Regions from separate parts of the Mus musculus genome. Here region 2 is linked to region 1. Evidence: chromatin contacts called from public Hi-C data. All regions are on one chromosome and are shown on one strand. The core of a region is the stretch at or near the end of the contact, and the rest is flanking DNA. Distances in the headings are between cores, read along the strand shown. Region 1 holds the start of Nadsyn1 (NAD synthetase 1). Region 2 holds the start of Fgf15 (fibroblast growth factor 15).

The links. Hi-C and Micro-C count contacts between places; a contact is called where the count stands out from the background.
Region 2: a contact with region 1 is called in a Hi-C map of cortical neurons, with 3 times the contacts expected there. The contact joins the promoter of Fgf15 here to the promoter of Nadsyn1 in region 1. A contact is called at or near these places in 2 of 39 promoter capture datasets (hippocampal neurons and pre-B cells), 3 of 484 Hi-C or Micro-C datasets (the N1E-115 cell line, cerebellar granule neurons and cortical neurons), 4 of 115 datasets of contacts at active chromatin or transcription factors (astrocytes, bone marrow-derived dendritic cells, forebrain and 1 more) and 1 of 9 other capture datasets (adipose tissue).

Annotation. Positions count from the first base shown.
Region 1 is chr7:143,820,450-143,824,773 of GRCm38.p6, reverse strand. It overlaps Nadsyn1 (NAD synthetase 1), which reads left to right and starts at 1,922. Exons shown (of 21, transcript NM_030221.2): 1 at 1,922-2,115; 2 at 3,542-3,602. The coding sequence starts at 2,031. It overlaps Dhcr7 (7-dehydrocholesterol reductase), which reads right to left and starts at 1,607. Exons shown (of 9, transcript NM_007856.2): 1 at 1,234-1,607.
Region 2 is chr7:144,893,614-144,897,959 of GRCm38.p6, reverse strand. Fgf15 (fibroblast growth factor 15) reads right to left here and starts at 1,428. Exons shown (of 3, transcript NM_008003.2): 1 at 1,029-1,428; 2 at 741-844. The coding sequence starts at 1,281. Gm26793 (a long non-coding RNA gene) reads left to right here. Exons shown (of 2, transcript XR_003946907.1): 1 at 1-884; 2 at 1,055-3,839. RefSeq lists a cis regulatory region at 1,562-1,576, enhancers at 2,417-2,449, 2,470-2,821, 2,279-2,821, 2,796-2,842 and a promoter at 1,343-4,346.

The DNA.
Region 1 (4,324 bases), core at 673-3,172:
TAGATGTACCACATTTTCTGTATCCATTCCTCTGTTGAGGGGCATCTGGGTTCTTTCCAGCTTCTGGCTATTATAAATAAGGCTGCTATGAACATAGTGGCTGACACCATTGCATACATGTATTAGTCAGGGTTCTCTAGAGTCACAGAACTTATGGATAATCTCTAAATAGTAAAGGAATTTATTGATGACTTACAGTCGGCAGCCGAATTCCCAACAATTGTTCAGTCGCAGCTGTGAATGGAAGTCCAAGGATCTAGCAGTTACTCAGTCTCACGCAGCAAGCAGGCAAAGGAGCAAGAGCAAGAGCTAGACTCCCTTCTTCCAATGTCCTTATATTGTCTCCAGCAAAAGGTGTAGCCCAGATTAAAGGTGTGTTCCACCACACCTTTAATCCCAAATGAAAGGCATAGCCCAGATTAAAGGTGTGTTCCTTAACTCGGAGATTAAATCTTCTGGAATCCATAGCCACTATGGCTCAAGATCTTCAAACCAAGATCCAGATAAGGATCTCCAAGCCTCCAGATAAGGGTCACTGGTGAGCCTTCCAATTCCGAATTGTAGTTCATTCCAAATATTGTCAAGTTGACAACCAGGAATAGCCACTACAATACACTAGCAAGATTTTATCGAAAGGACCCAGATGTAGCTGTCTCTTGTGAGACTATGCCGGGGCCTAGCAAACACAGAAGTGGATGCTCACAGTCAGCTAATGGATGGATCACAGGGCTCCCAATGGAGGAGCTAGAGAAAGTAGCCAAGGAGCTAAAGGGATCTGCAACCCTATAGGCGGAACAACATTATGAACTAACCAGTACCCCGGAGCTCTTGACTCTAGCTGCATATGTATCAAAAGATGGCCTAGTCGGCCATCACTGGAAAGAGAGGCCCATTGGACACGCAAGCTTTATATGCCCCAGTACAGGGGAACGCCAGGGCCAAAAAGGGGGAGTGGGTGGGTAGGGGATTGGGGGTGGGTGGGTATGGGGGACTTTTGGTATAGCATTGGAAATGTAAATGAGCTAAATACCTAATAAAAAATGGAAAAAAAAAGTTGTATCTACTTTGATTGGTGTTACCCAAACGCAAAAGGGACAGGAATGAGAAAGGGCTCAGGTTGATGCACAGGGAATCCAGACTGCTGTGAGCCAAAGAAGCAGGACACACCCATTCCCTCTGTGAGCTCTCTGTGAGCTCCTACTGACAAAATTGACACAAATTAACTGAACACACCTGCGAAGTGGAAACTTTGAGAGATCCCTTCCATCAGACTGGCCTGTGCTTGTCTGTGGAGCATTTTCATAACCGATGATTGATGTGACGGCCTTGGCCCACTGTGGGTGGCGCTACCCCTGGCTGGTGGTCCTCAGTGGTGCAAAAAAAAAAAAAAAACAGGCTGAGTAAGCCTTCAAGCAAGCCAGTGGGCAGAAGTCCTCTTTGGTCTCTGCTTCAGTTCCTGCCTCAACTTCCCTTCATTACAGACTATGAGCTATAAGGTGAAGTGAGCCCTTTTCCTCCCCAGCTGCTTTTTGCCACGTGTTCATCACAGCGACAGAAAGCAAACCTGACATTACTTTTGGTGGCAGAAAACAAGCCTTTCATGACCTATCAAAAGTCGCTCAGATGGCAAAGGAAATGATCCAGGACGCTCTGACCTTGGGCAACAGCGGGACGCTGAGACAACCTTACTGCGCAGGCGCTCCTTAGGGCCCTACTTTAAAGGGTGCGCTTTGTGCAGGATCTCCGCGGGGGCGGGGTCTCACGGAAGGGCGCGCACTGCGAAAGTGAGAAGGGGTGTGGCTGTGGAGGGCGAAAGGACGGGGCTTCCGGGTAAGACACGGTCTGCGCCGGCGCAGTTCTGGAGGCGGTGCAGAAGCTGGGCTATGACGGCAGAGGGGCGGGGCTATGGCGAGCCGTGGGGAGGGGCCTCTAGGAAACCAAGCTACGCAGGCGTAGACCGGACAGTCCGGCTAGTATCTTCCCTGTGGTCTCCGTTATTACACCGTCCCAGCCTGGAACCTGTAACCAGCATGGGCCGGAAAGTGACCGTGGCCACCTGTGCACTCAATCAGTGGGCCCTGGACTTTGAGGGCAATTTCCAGAGGATTTTAAAGAGTGAGTTTTGGGGTGGCGGGAGACAGGAAGAAGTCAAAGTCCACAATGGGTAGGACATGGCAGTCCAGGCCAGCTTTGCCCAGGAGAGACTCACAGCGCTGGGCGTGGGAACAGATAGAAGGGTAATGCTTGGTGAGCTTTCAGGGCGACTTCCTAATTTGGGGGACATGTGAGGAAGCAAGGCAAGAGTGGAAATAGGAGTGCCCTGCCAGCCAGGCAGACACTGCCCTCATCCATCCTCTAGGATCTGGTGGGTCTCTCTAAGGTTACCTGGGGCAGGGCTGCGCATTCTTGGAACTGTTTCATTGAGATCTAGGCGTTTGCAAAGACTAGAGATCCGTGTTCTAGGGCTCCTGAGGACATTCCTCATGGATTGGCATTGGGAGAAGGCATACTGAAGCCAGAAGAGGTCTCAGGTCAGAGAAGGGTGTTGGCGTTCCATATACCTGTATTGTTGACATTCAGGTCAGCTCATCATTGCCCCCAGAAGATAGAACTGGGGATACTCTGTGCCCAGCTGCAGACTGCTCACCTCAGGTTATCCGTGCTGGAAGCCTCTGCAGGAAGGCTAAATAGGAAAAACAAGAAACAAGCAAAACAACAAGAAAAACCCAAATGTATTATTTATTTCATGTACATATGCACGCCATAATGTGCATGTGGAGGTCAGAGGACAACCTGCAGGAGTCAGCTGTCCTCTTCCACCTTGTGGGTCTGAGTGAGCAGTTCTCAACCTGTGAGCCACAACCCCTGTGAGGGCCAAATGACTCTTGGGCAAGGGTCAAATATCAGATATCGAGCCTCTCAGATATTTACATTATGGTTTATAACAGCAAAATTAGTTGGGGGAGGGGGCAGACGGTCACCACAACATGAGGAGCTGTATTGAAGGGCCATGGTATTAGGATGGTTGAGAACCACTGGTCTAAGTGAACTCAGACTTGTCAGGCTTACCAACGAGTGACTTTACCTACGGAGACATCTGGCTAGCCCAGGCGTTTTTATTTTTTAAAGTAATTTTTGACCTGATTTTGTGGTCAGAGTCTATGTCTTTGCGGTGAAGATGGGCTGCCTTGCCTGCATGTTGGCAGCAGCTCTCAACCTGGGTGCTGGATGCTGACACCAACCTAGGGATGGAAGCCTTCACATCCTGTCTACAGCTTTTCCTTATAGCCAATTTGGGTGTCTGCTTAATGATTATCCATTAAGGTGTGGCTTACCCTCCTAGTACTAAGGTCACCCTACCCTCCCTGTTTCTGAATACCTACACGTGGGTATAGGTGCCTGTTGTCCTCTGCTATTAACAGAAAGGGCTGTAGTTGGTTGGAGCCTGGCTTTGGCTGTATCTACCACAGCAGCCTGCTTTTTCTACCTTTTAATGTATCCTAGCTGCTGAATCCTTCTCCCTCCCTCTCTCTCCATATAGGTATTCAAATTGCCAAAGGCAAAGGTGCAAGATACAGGCTTGGACCAGAACTAGAAATATGGTATGGCTAAGCACACCGGCAGCCCCAACCCCCACCCTTTGGAGGGCAGGTAGTGGAACAAAAGATGGGAAGAAATGGGGCAGAACTGAGAGCAAGAAGATGCATTTAGGATGGCAGCAGCTTGAGAGTGGGCCTTGTTCCGGGCGGGTTGGGGAAGCTGGATAACTTCAGGCTTCCTCATGGTTCAATAGGGGAGTGAGGTTGAACATAAAGCCAACCTGCCTCACCTTCCCTGATGCTGAGGTTTCAATGTCCCGCCAACATTCTTCCATCCCAGGGTGATGGTGTTTAGAGGCAGACTTGGGGGGGGGGCGGTATTAAATCACTGTGAGTGGTATCTTATTATATAAAGGTCCCAGGAAGCCTGCTTGTCTCCCTGACATTAGGCCACCTTCCAGGTGCCTTCTTTGCTAACTGATCGGAGCCAGAATTCGGAGGAGTTATTAGAGGTACCGTATTTGAAGGAGGGAGCAACCTGTAGCAGACATTAGTTTGATAGACACCTTGATTTTATAGCTCCAGCTGCAGAGCTGTATGCAGTGGCCTCCTGTGGTATTTAACATGGTGGGTCTGTGTTTTGAGACACCTTTCCAGCTTTTCAGTTTTTTTCTTTTTTTTTTTAATTAAAAAATATTTTAGATTTATGTATGAGTGTTCTGCTTGCACATCTCTTTTCATGACTGGTGCCCACAAAGGCCCAGAAGAACATGTTGGATCCCCTG
Region 2 (4,346 bases), core at 179-2,678, 1.1 Mb before region 1:
TCTTTCTTTCCTTTCTCTGTGGTCTTTTCATGTAGATAAATCAACTTCAGAGCCACAGACAATTTGGGGACTCTTAAAGAAACAAAACAACAAAAACGTTAAGTCCGGTAGCCATCCTTCCCCACTGGGGGACCTCGCACTGGTACTGCCAGAGGTAGGGCTGAAGGCTTCTTTGAACCCAGCCTCTATTCCTACAGAGCACTAGCCTACATACTTCATGACTACCGATTTTTAGGGGTTATGTGAACCTAGCCATCTCGCCTCACTCCAGTTCCCCCAGGTCACAAGCAGATGAGCATCTTGGGTACTTTCTAAAGTATCTAATTTTTGCATCACACCATGGACCTAAGAAAAATTGATTGAAAAGACCCTTCTTTCCTTTTTCTTTTCTTTTTTATTTGAGGGAGGGGGAGGAAATCGAGGACCACGAACACGCAAAGCCAGGAGAGGAGGCTTTCCTGTTCAGTATCAAAGGGGCCGAAAGCTGAATGGGACTCAGCAGTTAGCCCAGTCTTTGGGAAGATTAGACAGCTTCTCTGGTCTCCCTGCTCCCCCGCTACAGCCTGGGGCCATCACTTTACGCAGGGCGGGCAAGAGCAATATTAGCCCCACTATCATTGGTACCTTGCCCTCGAAGTTCCTTTTGGACCTGAGCAGGAGGCGAAAGAACAAACAAACAAACAAAAACAATACGGACCCAACGCGGCCGCGAGCATCCCGCCGCGTGGAGGAACACTCACCAGCCCGTATATCTTGCCGTCCGCGCTCATGCAGAGGTACCGCACGCTGCTGACGTCCTTGATGGCAATCGTCTTCAGAGCGACCGCGCGGAATTCCAACAAATCTGCGAGCAAGAGAAAGATGTTGCCGGGCCCCAGCAACACGTGAGTACAGCGGGGCCACACTGCATCGCCCTTCCCCAGCTCCAGTCTGGAAGTCAGGGGTGGGAGGATGTTAAGGCCACGGCGACACACCCACGTGCTTCTGGGTCCTAAGGGACCGGAGGGGACGGGCTGAATGATACTCACTTCGTTCGTTTTGGTCCTCCTCGCAGTCCACAGAGCCGTCGCTCCGGATTCGGAGGAAGCAGTTGGAGACATAGGGACCAGCGGAGTACAGGTACTGCAGGCGGGTAATCTTGCCCCAGCCGTAGAGAAAGAGTGGATCTTCATCTGACACAGACTGGGATTGCTGAGCCAGGGGACGCCCAGACACAGCCAGCCACAGAGTGGCCAGGACCAGGGCTCGGGCCACCGCACGCCCGTTCCACTTTCTCGCCATGACACCTCGGGGTCCTGAAGGCCGTTACAAAGGTGGCGCGGAGACTGCGATGCGGCGGGGACTCAAGTTGCAGGCGCAGGGCAGGCACAACCCACAAAGCAACTGGGCGCTTGTGGCGTGGGGCGCACAGAGTTACTGCTCCGACAGTGGGGTGGCTCCGGGCACGCGGCCTTATATACGTTTCGTCCCGCGGGCCCCGCGGGTAGGTGACCCGGGCATCAGAGCATTTCTCCTCCTAATTGCATCAAGTCTCCGCCCCCCGCACACACCCATTCAAGCCCCAACCCAGTGACCCCGCCCAGGCCGGCCAGATCTGGCAGAGGAGGAGCCCCCCCTTTGCGACCCTGGCCTGGGGAGCAAGTGTTCAATGCACAGTATCTTGGTGGTTATTGAATAGGCTATTTTAATTTTACTATTAATTATTGAGGTCTTCAGGCCCTGGGCTTTCAGAGGGATGCGCGTGGGACAGTCACAGAGACTAGAAGGCACGCAGAGCTCTGCCTCCGTAGCCCCCTGTTTGAGTCTTGAATCTCTCCTTTAGCACGCTATCGCAGATCCTACCCTCCCTCATTCTCCCGGCCCCAGACCTAGGCTCCCTTTTCATGGATATTTGCCCTACAAGGTGGAGACCTCGTGAGAACGTGTCGCACGCACTAGGTGGCGCTTCAGCCCTAGTTTCGGTCTCCAATGTGCTGCCAGTCGCTGTCTGCACGTCCTCTGCCTGCCTCGCGCGTGGACTCCACAAGTGGAATGTCACTGGGGCTGCGACTTTTGAGAAGGGTGGACTGACCAGCGTGCAGAAGCACGGCAGGCCGCGGGATCCCCTCTTGGGTCGATGATCAGGCCCTTGAGTCTGTGCGCGGGGGACAGCTGCGTACCGGAGAGGAGGGGGCCAGCTAGGAGCAACGGTGGACGCTGCTGGCGGCCGGTCAGGTGGGAGGAGAATGGGGGCTTCTCCTAGAGCCGCTCTTGCAAAGAAAAGGAGGCAGCCTGCAGAGAATTCCCCTGCCTGAAAGAAAGGGTCCTCGCAGGGGGCTTTGGCTCAGCGCTTATCCTTTCTCATTATGCCTCCAACCCCCCAACTCCTGTATGTGGGGCCCCAGGAGGCTGGTTTGGGTAAAAAGGTACTGGCCTAGCTCCGTGGTGATGGGAGGTCTGTCTGCAGGGGCGGGACAGCAGAGAAATGGCAGATCTGATGAATCTCAATGAGGAACACGCCACTTTCAGACGCCATCAGTGACTGGCATTAATGACGGAGCTCTGGGAGAATGTCATCAGGAAAGCCTTTACAAAAAGACATCACCGAAGGCTCTCAGGACCGGGGACTCCCATGCTGTGAGGCTTGTTTTAGAGAGCGATGTCTCCTGTAAAATCTAATTACTTCTCCCTTGTGATTCTCAATCGACAGCGCGGGCTATTAATCTTAATTGCCTTCTCCTGACGCTTTTGTTTTAATGTCCGTGATAAATGTGGGGTACCAGGGAGGTTGGCAGAGGCTTTACTGAAGAGTCCCCCCAAATTGGGCTGGAGGGTGGCATGCGGGTGGCAGCACCCCATCCCCACTCTGCGCCCTTCTCAGGGACTCCCAGAAGAGTTAGAGATGTTGGTAATGGAGTGATCAGAGGAAAGTCTGTTGGGTCACTGGGGGCCGCCATAAGAACATTCTTCTCCAGGGCGGGTTTTACTTCCACCTCTGAACAAGGTAGAAAATGGGACTCTGGAAAGTGACAGAGCGCCCCCAAGGATGCACATCGTAAGAGGTGAAGATGGAGCCTTGTTTGTGACAAAGGCAGGATGGCCTGTCTCAGAGCACAGGAGTGACAGTGGATCCACAGATGGCTACTCCCTGGGCACATGGTGAACTCTTGCCAGTTACATCAGCCTGCTTTTGGGCTTAACTTGTGTTGTTTGGAAGAGTAGACATAGGAGTCCTAAGATCTCTCTGTGTATAGAAGAGCCTGTGCTTTTCACACGGAGAGCGAGAGTCTATTAAGTGGCTTTTTATAATTACAGCAATGTGGGAACGAATCGCAGGGTGTGAGGTGGGCGTGCCCAGGAAATTCTGATCACCACTCCTAGGTTTTGGGGATATCCCCCCTCCCCGGGAGAAAATTGAAGGAAAAGAAAGAAAGAAAGAAAGAAAGAAAGAAAGAAAGAAAGAAAGAAAGAAAGAAAGAAAGAAAGAAAGAAAGAAAGAAAGAAAGAAAGAAAGAAAGAAAGAAAAGGGAAAGCGATTTTTTGCAAGCAGGGGGCGCTGTTGTTACTTTATAGACTCTCTTGATGAAAGAGAAGGTGCCTGCTGCTTTCTGCGGCCTCTGGATGCAGATCTAGTCCCCAGGAATCTCCAGAGCCTGTGTGGTGCTGAGACTGGGTTTCTAATCTGTCATCTCAGGGACTGTGTGGTATGGGGGGGAGCAGTGGCAGAACTCCTGTGGCCTCTGCTGTTTTCTCGGGGCCCATGCTGGACAGATGGCCAGAAGGGCTTGGTTTAGGGGCTTTTTTGTTTGATTGAAAACAAACAAAAACAAAACAAAAGGCCACAAAACTTTTTATTCTTTGAAAGTTCCATATATGGGGGCGGGGGGGGTATATGTGGGTCTATCTGTGTGTGTGGGATATGCTGATGAATGAAGACAGAGATGCCAGAGGTGTGATGAACCCCTGGAGCTGGGTGTGAGCTGCCCCGATGTGGGTGCTGGGAAATGAATTAAGGCCCTCTGGGAGAACGGTAAACTTCTTAACTGGGGCTAGAGAGATGGCTCGGTAGTTAAGAACACTGGCTGCTCTTCCAGAGGTCCTGAGTTCAATTCCCAGCAACCACATGATGGCTCACAACCATCTGTAATGGGATCTGAAGTCCTCTTCTGGTGTGTCTGAAGACAGCTACAGTGTACTCGTCATATATACTTACATACATGAAATAAATCTCTTTAAAAATTAAAAACAGGCAAATAAACTTCTTGGGTTTTTTTGTTTGTTTGTTTGTTTGTTTGTTTTGTTTTTGTTTTTTGTTTTTTGAGACAGGGTTTCTCTGTGTAGCCTTGGCTGTCCTGGAACTCACTCTG